Linked DNA regions of Triticum aestivum: region 2 is linked to region 1. A link is a contact called in public Hi-C data. All regions are on one chromosome and are shown on one strand. The core of a region is the stretch at or near the end of the contact, and the rest is flanking DNA. Distances in the headings are between cores, read along the strand shown. Region 1 holds the start of LOC123054814 (probable LRR receptor-like serine/threonine-protein kinase At3g47570). Region 2 holds the start of LOC123054816 (serine/arginine repetitive matrix protein 2).

Region 1 (6,492 bases), core at 3,155-5,654:
TGACGCCAACAAAAGCAGCTACTTAATTCCTTAAAATACATGCAACAAGAAATTATCCCAAACCCAAACAACATGAATGACGATCCATGGGTGGGAGGGGTGGGGGTGCTCTGCTTTGAGCAACATCAGAAACAGAGCGCCATTGCACAACAGTACTCCAGCAAAAACAACTTGTAGTAGGAGGAGAACACCCTGACCACGCCACAACTCGTTGTTCGCAGCAGGCACCTCCTGTGGTCGGGTTTTGGAGGTAATCTGCAGGACTACGAGCATCAAGTTAGTTAGTTTTTTTTTTTTTTTTTGCGGGGAAGCATCAAGTTAGTTATATTTTAAAACAATGTATCAGGTTAGTTCGCCTACTGAACGGTTACGACAGTGACAAGAGTAGTGGTCTTATTTACAAAGAAAAGGCACATCCATTTAGTGATAAACCTTCTGTAAATTATGCGCAACACCTAAGGCACCAAAGACTAAGTACGTGTTTACCTTATCTCCCTCCAAGATATGCCTCCTAAACTCCGTGAAGGCTTGCAGCCACTTCATGCATGTTGGGGCGCTCACTCGGGGACAACTTGGTGCAGCAAAGTCCAACGTTTAGCACCGAGACTAAACAGTCCAAATCTTTTTCCTTGGTGGCTACTGGACGATCTTGTAGCAAGTCAGAGTCAACAATCTGTGATATCCCAGCAGGAAAATTCATCTCCACAAAGTTTGTGATGCTCAGTCCATCCTTGAACATATCTTCTGTCGGTCTCTTCCTCAAAAATGTTTCCAACAGAATAATCCCATAGCTATAAATGTCCCCGGCAACTGAAACTTCACCACCAGTTGCCCACTCTGTAACAGCACGTACGACAATAGTTTAGTCAAAATATTAACATAAGCATCACAAATAAGGAGTCATTTTCAAGTTATGCTGTACCATATATGGCACAACATGAAAAACGAACAACAGACATCACCTGGAGCGACATATCCGATCGTTCCTTTTATTACAGTCGAAGAAGCAGAGTTTGAGTCACCGAAATATGACTGTGTCGGACCAGCTTTGAACCTCGCAAGGCCAAAATCTCCAACGTGAGCTGTCATATTATCATCCAAAAGAATGTTGCTAGGCTTCAAATCACAATGAACAATAGCACCTTGGTTGTCATGGTGGAGGTACTCCAGTGCATCTGCTACATCCACCACAATGCTCAACCTTTGAGCTAGTGTAATGCGCTCTGAATTTGAAGTGTTTTCATCTCCCAAAGCTGAGTACAGTAGTGCGTGCAAGTCACCCTTTGGCATGAATTCATATACTAGGGCTTTGAAATCATTCCCTTTAGAATCGATACTCGAGCAAGCAGTTAGGATAGGATCCAGATTCCGGTGCCGCACATTTCTCAAAGCATTGCATTCCGCAATGAAGCTCTTTTGTGCTCCTCTTGTCTCTAGGGTGAAAACTTTAACAGCAACAATAGTTCCATCTTGCAACAGTCTACCTTTGTACACAGAACTGTATCCTCCTCTGCCAATCAAGTTGGATGTGGAGAAGCCATCAGTTGCTCTATCAAGATCGTGGCAAGAAACTCTGGGAAACTTTCGACCAAAAGAAGGGAGAGACATGTAAATCTTCTTCCGTTTTCTCCTCCAGAATAGCAAGACAGATATGACCACAGCAAGTGACACCATGCTGACTAATGGGATCACTACTTTGAGCACTGTTGATGTCACGTGCTTAGTTGAATTCGAAGGTATGACAGGGCAGGCCGGTAGGTGTAACTTCGCTGCACCACCGCAAAGCCCCTTGTTCCCATCTACCCATAAAGCAGTCACATTCTTGAATATGCCTATTTCTGGGACTTCGCCTCCGAGACGGTTGAATGACAAATCTAGTTGTTCAAGATACATCAGGCTGCCAATAGATTTCGGTATGGATCCTGATAAGCGGTTGTGAGACACATTGAGTACTTGCAAGTTTCTGATGCTGCCTAGTGACGCTGGAATGCTTCCACTAAGAAAATTCTGATCCAACTCAATGTATTCCATACTGTCACAGTTGCCCAGTGTGTCAGGGATGCCACTGGACAGGTTATTAGATGAAAGATACAAGTACTGTAGTTGCTTGGCACGGCCTACTTCAGTAGGAAGTGGTCCACCTAGGCTATTTGAAGATAGCGCAATTTCTCTAATTGTAGGAATGCTGAATATCTCCTTTGGAATGCTACCATCAAGAATGTTATTGGAAAGTTCCAATGACTCAAGGGTTTTGAGGTTTCCCAAACTCGGGGGTATATGCCCATACAACTGGTTAGAATCCAAAAAGAGTTCCCCCAGTAGAGATAAATTAGAGAGGGAAGATGGAATATATCCTGTAAAAGCGTTGTTCCTTAATACGATAACCCGCAAGCTCTCTAGAGTTCCTAGCCATTCTGGAATGACACCGGTAAACTGGTTTTCATCCAATGCCAAAAACTCCAGGCTGTGAAGGTTAGCTATACCGGCAGGGAAACCCCCTGATAGTCTGTTCCTTCCGAAGAAGAACATTTCAAGTTTGGCAGAAAGGTTGGCAAATGTATCTGATAACCGTCCTTCAAGACGATTCCCACGCAGCGACAATTTCTGTAGCTCAGTGCAATTGCTTAGACTATTCATAAACTCCCAGTCTTGCTTGTCATGTGCTTGTAACTGATTGTATTCAAGATTCAACCAGGAGAGCTCTTTAAGTTTGCCAATAGAACTAGGCACCACCCCAGTGAAATTATTACTCAACAAATCAACCAAGGACAGCTTAGAAGCATTCACCAGCGAATTTGGGATAGGCCCGTCAAACAAGTTGTTAAATAAACCAAACTTTTGAAGATTGGGTGATGAACTACCAAGGTTGGATGGCAGTTGGCCACTTAGATAGTTGGAGGCAAGGCTTAGTACAGCAAGAGAAGACACATTGAGGATGGCTGGTTGGAACCTTCCTGATAGCTTATTTCCCCAGGCGAAAAAGAACTGCAGCATGGGCATATTTCCGATTTCACTTGGGATCTCGCCACTGATCCGATTTGACGAGACATCAAGTCGAGTTAGTGTTGTGACGTTAAAAAGTGAAACGGGAATTTTGCCGGTAAGATTGTTATATGAAATCAGCAGGCTTTGAAGGTGAGGAGGAAAATTGGCATGTGTAGGGATTTTTCCAACTAGGTGATTGCGATCCAGCCATAGCATCTGCAGACTAGAACAATTTGCGAAGTCTGGTATCTCACCCTCGAGTGTGTTATTACTCAAGTAGAGATTCTGGAGGTGCTGCAGGTGACCAAGGGACGCAGGGATTTGTCCAATGAACAGATTGCGTGGTAGCGATAGATTTCTTAGAAATGTAAGATTTCCGAGTGACAGAGAGATGCGCCCTTGTAAGCCTCGACCGCTGAGGTCGAGGGAAGTGACGCGATGTCGATTCTTAGGCCTACACGAGACACCTTCCCAGTTACAGAAATCCGAGCTGTCATTCCAGGACATGAGAGCTTGCTGGGGATCAAGACTGATTGCCTCCTTGAATTCAAGCAGTGATAACCGATCTGTCGCATTTCCATGTGAGGAGCAGACGACGACATGGGTACTGCAAGCCACAAGTGCCAAGAGAAACTGTCCAACTGCAATAACCATCATGGCTGGATTTCTTTCTTTGTCCAATTTAGAGCTTCATTATATGCATAAATAATACAAGCGGCAAAAAATTAGATAGGCAACAAGTGTTGGCAAATACTATATGGAATTGTTGGTGAGTGAAGTACCTGAAAGACTACCCTGCCCTATCAGGAACCAACTCTTCCTCTCTGTTCCATCAGCAAGATTAAGCACAAGTCAAAAGTAGAGTCACTGAATGTTGAATATTACTATAACTGCGCTTTACTAATCGAATTGCCATTCGGATACTGTGTGTGTGTAGGACACAGAAACTTTCCTAGCAAGAGTTGACCTCTTATTTATACTACTTTTGTGGTAAGCTTTTATGTACATCTATCAGGAAAACATGTTTGTATCAACTAGCAAGCACCGTAATATATAATCATCACCAAAACACAGACCAACGCGTATAAAATTGCGTTTCATGCTGATTAGAAACTCGTGTTTTCTCGATCTGGAAAAGAGGTTATATACAAACTCAAAGATAAGCTAGACATTTGTGCCCTTCAAGTTGTTGTTGGCCATTACCCACCACTTATTGGACATTTGGAAAATGAAGAGAGTGATCTGAAGTTGTACACTATGCAGCAAGACTGCAAAAGCATGTCATCTTAACTGTAGAAACACTGAAACAGTATGTAACTCACCATGCTTTTGCACCACCTCCTTCAGAGAGAGCCTGCATGCGTACTTTTGTTGGATAGCGGCGATAGGCCTATATAAGTTCTTTACTAGCTGCTTAGAGCGATACACGCTTCATTTATAGGCGAACCAAGTATCTACCACTGACAAGCTATAATGTCAACGTGTTTTTTTTATATTATCTAAAAGAATGTATTCTTCTTTCTACAGTCCAGTCCCTATCCATGGAACCAGTCAAAGACGGCTTCCCATGGATTCTTTCTACAGTCCAGTCCCTATCCATGAAACCAGTCAAAGACGGCTTCCCATGGTGATCAGTAGCATTATTGACACAATTTCAACAAAGAAAGTGATTAATAATAATATATTATATTATAAAAGGGTCCGTCTAAGGCACATCTAAGTGACTCAATCAAGTATAAGAAGGAAAAACAAAAGACAAAAGGAAAATACCCACACGAATCTCCGTGTAAAATCAATGACGTGGGACTTAGATGTGCAATACTTACGGCACATCTAGATGTGCTTTAACAAAACTGATACTTTTGAGGTATGTGTCACAAAAGTTACATCATTAAATTTGTATTAAAATATACTATACTAAATCACCGACACTTATTTTGAGACGGAGGGAGTAGTTTTCAATAATAATACAATTTTCATAACATGTGCTTAATATTATTATTGATCAAATTGATGGTCAATGTTTAACCATGAAACTTTAATGCCAAAGTTTTTTTGATAGGGTCAAAGTGTTTCTTCTTCATTCTATAAAAGGTTATTTTTCTTTCTTCGGGTTAATGCATATCAATACAATCAGTCGAAGACAACTTTCCTACCCGTAGCTATTGACTCCCTCTCTATAATGGAACTTGGAAAACGATGGCCTTTTTCGTGAAAATCAAACTTGAATAGACTTGACTTTGGTGGCCCATATATAATAATTTCCACATCAAGTGGAGCCACGATGCTCTCCTACGGAAAGAAAAATCTTCGTGTGTTTCCATCCGGTCACGTATTTTGAGACTTCATCTTAACCATTACTTATTAGTTTGATAAAAATAATAGGGTATGAGTAAAAGAATTATATCTTCACGCCACTACAAAACATGATACCAGTGGCATACGCAAAACAAGTACCAGTGACGGGTAGGCGCATGCCACTTGTTTCCTGCCATTACCATCGATAATACAACTATCAGTGGCCTGCGGGCATGATAGGCCGCCACTTGTGAAAGACCGTAGCGGTGGTGAGCACGTCTTCCCACCCATTGGTAAGGCCGCCCATGTCAAATTATGACGATGTCATGACAACGTTCTTTTACTGTCCTGCCGATATTTTGAGTGAATAGCATAAAACTACCACAATTCGCGTTACGGTTCTAAAAAACTACCAGAAATTTGTTTGTGACTAATACCTACCACTTTCGGTGTCGGCTGTTTCAAAAAAACCCAAATGGGTGAGTGGTTAACACCTGATCAGGTTTATGACAGCTGGGGCCTACCCGTAAGATGACCGTTTGTTAGACCGTTTGTTTGACCGTTAACTTACATGTAGGGCCTACATGTCAGCGTCTCTTCCACATATTAAAAAAATGCAATCCCTCAATTAGCAATCGGGTCCCTAAAAAATAAAATAAAAAGCAATCGGGTCCCTGAAAAATAAAATAAAAAGCAATCGGGTCCCCGCCGGCGAGCTCGTCGCCAGAGCCGATGTGGGCGTCGGCTAGCCTTCAGCAGCGCGTCCCCGATGCTCTGCTGCACGCGGTGGAGCTCGAGGTCGTCCATGCTGCCCTGTTGCACGCGGTAAAGCTCAAGGGCTCCCTGCTGTCGGCTGCAGGAGAAGCAGCCATGGCGAGCTCCACCGGAGATTGGGCCGGGCGGCGCACGCGCCATAGGAGGTGAGCTACGGGGAGGAGGGAGGAGGCGTGGGTGGTGGAGCTGCTCGCCGGTTGCCTTCGCGCCCGTGGCGGTGGCCAGCCGTAGCCCGTCGTTGTGGCCGGCCGTGAGCGGTGGCTGACTGTGAGCCTTCCCGCACGTCGGCCGACATCCCACGCGCGTCTTCCGGCGGCCGAGGAGAGAGGTAGGCTGGGGAGGGTCGTCGGCGGGTCGGGAGGTGAGAGGGTCGTCGCCTGGTCGGGAGCAGAGGAGAGAAGAGAGAGATCGATGGAGTTGAGCGGAGAAGAAAGA
Region 2 (6,523 bases), core at 1,006-3,505, 140 kb after region 1:
ATCGGGATACCGACGATCGAATCTCGGGCAAGTAACGTACCGATTGACAAAGGGAATTGTATACGGGATTGATTGAATCCTCGACATCGTGGTTCATCCGATGAGATCATCGAGGAGCATGTGGGAGCCAACATGGGTATCCAGATCCCGCTGTTGGTTATTGACCGGAGAGTCGTCTCGGTCATGTCTGCGTGTCTCCCGAACCCGTAGGGTCTACACACTTAAGGTTCGGTGACGCTAGGGTTATGGAGATATTAGTATGCGGTAACCCGAAAGTTGTTCGGAGTCCCGGATGAGATCCCGGACGTCACGAGGAGTTCCGGAATGGTCCGGAGGTAAAGATTTATATATGGGAAGTCTTATTTTGGTCGCCGGAAAAGTTTCGCGCATTATCAGTATTGTACCGGGAGTGCCGAAAGGGGTCCGGGGGTCCACCTGCCCCGGGGGGGCACATGGGCTGTAGGGGTGTGCGCCTTGGCCTATATGGGCCAAGGGCACCCGCCCCAAGAGGCCCATGCGCCAAGAGATAAGGGAAAGGGAGAGTCCTAAAGGGGGAAGGCACCTCCGAGGTGCCTTGGGGAGGATGGACTCCTCCCTGGCCGCACCCTTCCTTGGAGGAAGGGCCAAGGCAGCGCCCCCCCTCTCCCTTGGCCCTATATATAGTGGGGGGGAGGGAGGGCAGCAATACCTAAGCCCTGGCGCCTCCCTCTCCCTCCCGTGACACATCTCCCTCCTCCCGCAGCGCTTGGCGAAGCCCTGTTGGAATCCCGCTACTTCCACCACCACGCCGTCGTGCTGCTGGATCTCCATCAACCTCTCCTCCCCCCTTGCTGGATCAAGAAGGAGGAGACATCGCTGCTCCGTACGTGTGTTGAACGCGGAGGTGCCGTCCGTTCGGCGCTAGGATCATCAGTGATTTGGATCACGACGAGTACGACTCCATCAACCCCGTTCTCTTGAACGCTTCCGCTCGCGGTCTACAAGGGTATGTAGATGCACTCCCCTTCCCCTCGTTGCTAGATTACTCCATAGATTGATCTTGGTGATGCGTAGAAAATTTTGAATTTCTGCTACGTTCCCCAACAAGGCCGCCACTTGTGAAAGACCCTGGTGGTGGTGAGCATGTCTTCCCACCCATTGGTAAGGTTGCCCATGTCAAATTATGACGTTGTCACGACAACGTTCTTTTACTGTCCTGCCGATATTTTGCATATGACACCACATTACATTGCATGACACAGATAAATTGATGTATAAACACGCAAACATGCATCCATATATCAGAATTGCAATACATGCATCACATTACATTGATATTCATCATTACATCAAGGAGAAGCATGAGGATCGATACCACGAGAACCAGTGTGTCGCCTTCTCTACAATCAGAGATCCGCCCCTCCCGAAAAGCCCAGCTAATTAACCACGTTGCCCTCGTGGGGTATGGTGGTTAGACTACCACTTGGCCACATCCAGTTCCTCTCCTCCGGGTTTGCCTCCACCAAGATGCACGTCACGAGCTCTTTGAACCGCATCTATGGTATCGTTTATATCGCGTCGAACTACACCTTCAGGAACCCACCCCAGGTGTCTTGAACAAGGTTGATCCAAGTGGACATTGCCTCCCCGAGCTGCTCTACATGATGCATGTTCTGCATAAGGCCGGTACATCCGCTCCTTGTCCACCAGAGACCCCCTCCCACAAATCTCACGATCTCATCTATCATTTTTAACACATAGAAAAAATTCGATGTGTATTGTGTTAATAATCATGCTGATCATATATCTATACATTCGTAATCAAGTCAAGGGGAGATGTATTGTGTTAATCATGCTAATCTGCAATCATCATGTTATTCTATCATCCATCCATATATTACAAGCACAAATTACTTACCTAGTAAAGGCACTTGTGGTTTTTATAATATTCAGTTTTTTTAGGGGTAAAGCTAAGCTACATCTATCAAATGCCACAGAGTGTGGAATATATTAGATCACGGGGTTCTCGGTTGAACAAGCGGTATTTTATGGCCCTCCAAATTTACTTTTTTTTGAGTAAATGGCCCTCCAAATTTACTGCTCATATTGGCCCTCCCAAATCCTCCTTCATTTCACAGCTGGGCCGATTTGCCACGGCCTGCCTGGCAGTACACGCAGGCCCAGCCCGTGGTCCTCCAGTCCGGCGCCAACCCGGCCTCGTTCGTTCACGGCAAAACAAAACGCGACCACCCAACCCGACCAGACCAGACCAGGACAAACCCAGGCTCAGCAGCTCGTGCCCCCGTCCCGTCCGACCCCCCTTCCTCTCCGCCCCGCCTCCATGGACGCGTACCACCACCACCAGCGCCGCTTCGACGGCTCCGGCTCCGGCGACGCGCCGCCGCCGCAGCCCCCTCCGCCCTCCAACTGGTATCCCAGCCCCGCGCCGCCGTACCACCCTCCCCACCCCAACCACCCGTACCCTCCCCAGCACCACCAGTGGGGCCACCCGCCCCCCGACCTCCAGCACCAGCACCGCCCTCCGCCTCCGCTGCAGTACGCGTACCAGCCCCCTCCCCCGCCGATGCAGCAGCAGATGCAGCCGCCGCCGCCCGCGCCCGGGAACCCCTGGCCTCCTCACCACGCTGCGGCCCAGCCCCCGCCGCAGAGCTACCCGCCTCCGCCTCCGCCTCCGGGACAGGTATGTCGGCGTCACCCGGTTTCCGTCGCTGGGACAGAAGATTGGTGATCAGTATACTGTTAGGAAGGAGCATTTGTAGCTGATTTGTGTTAGGATTCGGAGCGTAGGCCCGTTGTTGGTCCTAGGGTTTAGGTGAAGCATGTTATAAACTTATATGTTGGTTCTGTGATCCCACTCGATTTACTGTGGATTGTGTCTGGTGTAGTCCGATGTTGGTGTCATGGTAGAACGCGGGTGGGTTATATAAGCGGGTGGTTTTGTGACATTGTGCAATCGGTAGCTTAGCCCCCTGCGATTGATGAGGAACTTTTCGGCAAATTTTGTCACTACTGATGTAATTTTGTCAAGATTGTCTCTTCCGCTCTGTACAACTCAGCACTCGCAGCAATTTTATGATTTAGTTATCCTTGTTTGGAGTGAGGTTTCTTCAGTGGCATCAAATGTTCTGCCAAATGGCGTCATGTTTTGTTAGTTTTCAAGTTTTAAGCCATATGGACGTGTTTTTACCTGTGGCTTCTTGTTTCAGTTGCCTATTTGTCATGTTCTTCCATTGGACATGAAGTTCTGTGACTTACAATTGGACATTTCTTATTTGTAGGCTTGGCCGAATCATTCATGGCCTCAAAATCATGGATACCCAGGTATGTCAATATCATCCAAGTCTATGTTATTATATGTATAATTTTACTCGCAGAGAAAACACTGAGGTAATCCAAACTAGACTTACATAGTTTGTGTTGATACTGATGTGGAGCATCGTTATGATATGTGGGTATTGTAATGCAATATTTGTGTGTCTATGAATATGGATGTTTGTCAAATAACTATGAACTGTGCATGCAACTCAAGTTTCAAAACATTTATTCAATTATTTATCAGGTGCGTCACTGTTATTTCGGTTGTTTGATTGGTTGTTACACTGTTTTTCTTTTGCCTGTTACTATTAATGCATGTCCCGTCCTACTTAGCTTGCTTCTGATCATTGACTCAATACTTCTGTACACAATCAGTCCTTCCCAAGTTGTGTCGTGATTCTTGGTTTGTGATGTAACAAATGCATTGCCTAGTTACGTTATTAGTTAAACGACTTATAATGGAATTTTAGTTCGACATCCAACTTAAAAAAGGCTCCTTGGAGCAGAAAATTTATTTCTTCTAATAATAAATGGTTAGTTTGTTGTGACGATTTAATTTCTAAAAACAAAATAAACTCGAAGGGCTTGCCAATGAGGACGATTGGGCCACAAAGGCAAAGGAATGGGCTTCTGCTAAATCTGTTACAGAGAACCACCAGATTCAGCAGCATGCCATTCCAAGTAGAACAGAAATTCACCATTATGGCCACAATGATCAGTATCAGCAACCAGCTGGTCTGCCGGCAGAACCTTTACACCCACCAATTCCACAATCAAGTAGCGACCAGTTGCTGTTTCAAATGTCAGGTCAACAGAGGGAAACAAACTATTTGCAAGGTAACATGTCCTGTTACTCTTGCTCATTATGTGTTACAGATGGGTATATAAGTTTCAGAACAGATCTGAAGATGATATTGCAGATAGAGGTCCAATGGCGCCACCACCGAAGAATTTTGGTCCATTTCCATCCACCTATGAGCAGGAGGTACCTTATAATTATTCTTCTGCTCAAGGTATGCCTTGCTTGGCAATTTAATTTGCTTGTGTGGCCTGCGTCAGAATTAGATGTACCCTGCTGGATATGTATTCAGTTCAATTGCAGAAAGACTGAAAAATCTAAAGCATCACTTATTTTAGAACAGAGGGGGTATATCACTTCATCTATCTTCTGATATTGTAGCTACCTTAGCTGTTTATACGTCATTCCTGTTGTATTTTGAGGCAATTCATTGGATGTCACTATTGTGTTGGCCTCAAATGGAGCAGAAAATCCAAATTATTGGTTGCATGCACTATGATGCTTGTGATTTTCTTTACCAATGACTCTTGATTACATCACGTTTTTGGTGTTACCAAAATTACAATACAAATGGTATAACCTATGTAGCTTTTCTAGGTTCTTAATTCCTGTGGCATGTAGTTGATCCATTGTACTTTTCACTTTGAAGAGGTGGAATATTTGTGTCTCTTGCAAACACTCGTGTTTTTCACCCTTAATTACTAGGCGGGTCACTGTATGCAACTATATGGTATATGGATGATGCTGATATGTATTTCTGCTCAGGGTTTGATACTGGTAGATTTTGACTATGCCATGTAATAACAGGTAATGGGAATGCTATGCTTCAATATCCAAGCCCACAAGCTCAGCCATCTCTGAGTGCTTCATCAGTTCAAGACGGATTTCCTCGCGGGCCTCCTGGTGTGCCTGGGCATGGTTTACAGTCTTATAGGATGATGGCTGATCCCAGTGACCAACCCTTGGAGTTCAATGACAGAAAAGCTCCTGATATGGCAGTACATGAGACAATAAATATCAGATCTAGTGCTCCAACAGCAGTGTCTGAACATGGCACAGTTCCAACATCAACTCAATCATGGGGCCCATCTGCTCCAGTTGGATATTTTCATCCAGCTCCAGTACCACCACAAGCATCACAGGTTTTGTAATCTGTTATAATTTCTTGCGCCATTGATACAGTGGTACTTATTTTTATTCTGTTACAGATGGATCCTTCTTTGCATGCTGGACCACTCTTTGGAGCACTCTCTGGTTCGAACTATGTTCCACCTGCAGCATTTGGTGTTGGTAGTGTAACTGAAGCATTCCCTACAGACCCAAACACTCTTTTCAATGTTGCAGAACGGTCAAAGAAAGTAGGTTTTGTGGTTCCATTCATTTCACTTGCTTATCACCATAGCCGTTTAACTTTAACTGATTCTTGTGCTCGATTATGTATCAGCCTCCAGTACCTAACTGGCTTCGAGAAGAGCTTCTAAAAAAAAAATCCACTCCAGTGAGTTCTTCAGTGCAGCATTCGACAAATTATGATTCCATGGATTCTGAAGATGCTGCGGAACCACCAAAAAGAGCTGACCAAACTGATAGTAGAAGCATTGGTTCAGCAAAATCAATCGTAGCTGATGAGGTGCTCTTCTTTATTTCTAATCATTAGTGCAGTGCATATTACGCTATTAATCTGCCCTAATGTGATTCACTTGCATGCGTCCCTAATGATTTATTTCAGTACGAGCAGTACCATGTCCAAGTTAACGGGTCTAAAGCTAAATAGTATTGTGGAGGACTTTAAATGCATAATGATTTTTGGACAACTTTTGTAAATCAAAGTGAACTAATTAAATTAGCGGTTTTGAGAAACTAAATAATTTACCTACTTTCATATATAGTTTTTTTTTTCAATGTTTTATATGGTAATTTCTGAAGAACAGTGATTTCATAATGGTGAGAGAAATGGCACAGCTATGTGTCAATCTTTTCCAGATTTGGTTTGTCAGTGAAGCACTTGAGACTTGAGGTTGCTTGTCATACGGTATTACTGTACTGGCAAATCTCCTAAGTTCCTATAATCAGTTTTCCGGAGCAGCATCTTTTTCCTCTGTACACATGTTCGCTTCTTTTGGATCTGGTCGAAACATCGGATGCTAGTTACTGAAAAGTTGATCCTTTTTGTTCCTGTTCATATTTGACTTAGATATTAACATGACCCTCATTTCAAATCGATGTACTGGACTTGAATCGTTTGCAGGATGAAGTTGAAGCGGCACGGACGGCAGCAATCAACAAGGAAATTAAACGTGTGTTGACAGAAGTTCTTCTAAAGGTTTGTTCACAGAAGTTCTCCTAAGAAATACAGCAAGACTGCCATTTCTTACTTTTGTCCTTTTTTCATTTCCAGGTTACTGATGA

Evidence for each region. Hi-C and Micro-C count contacts between places; a contact is called where the count stands out from the background.
Region 2: a Hi-C map of leaf shows a contact between it and region 1, with 4 times the contacts expected there. The contact joins the promoter of LOC123054816 here to the promoter of LOC123054814 in region 1. A contact is called at or near these places in 2 of 5 Hi-C or Micro-C datasets (both in leaf).

What each region holds. Positions count from the first base shown.
Region 1 is chr2D:595,583,135-595,589,626 of IWGSC CS RefSeq v2.1, forward strand. It overlaps LOC123054814 (probable LRR receptor-like serine/threonine-protein kinase At3g47570), which reads right to left and starts at 4,405. Exons shown (of 5, transcript XM_044478662.1): 1 at 4,308-4,405; 2 at 3,768-3,809; 3 at 963-3,673; 4 at 487-837; 5 at 1-255. The coding sequence starts at 3,642. The coding sequence ends at 512.
Region 2 is chr2D:595,727,383-595,733,905 of IWGSC CS RefSeq v2.1, forward strand. LOC123054816 (serine/arginine repetitive matrix protein 2) reads left to right here and starts at 2,256. Exons shown (of 12, transcript XM_044478665.1): 1 at 2,256-2,680; 2 at 3,279-3,321; 3 at 4,922-5,256; 4 at 5,323-5,472; 5 at 5,559-5,744; 6 at 6,363-6,437; 7 at 6,513-6,523. The coding sequence starts at 2,321.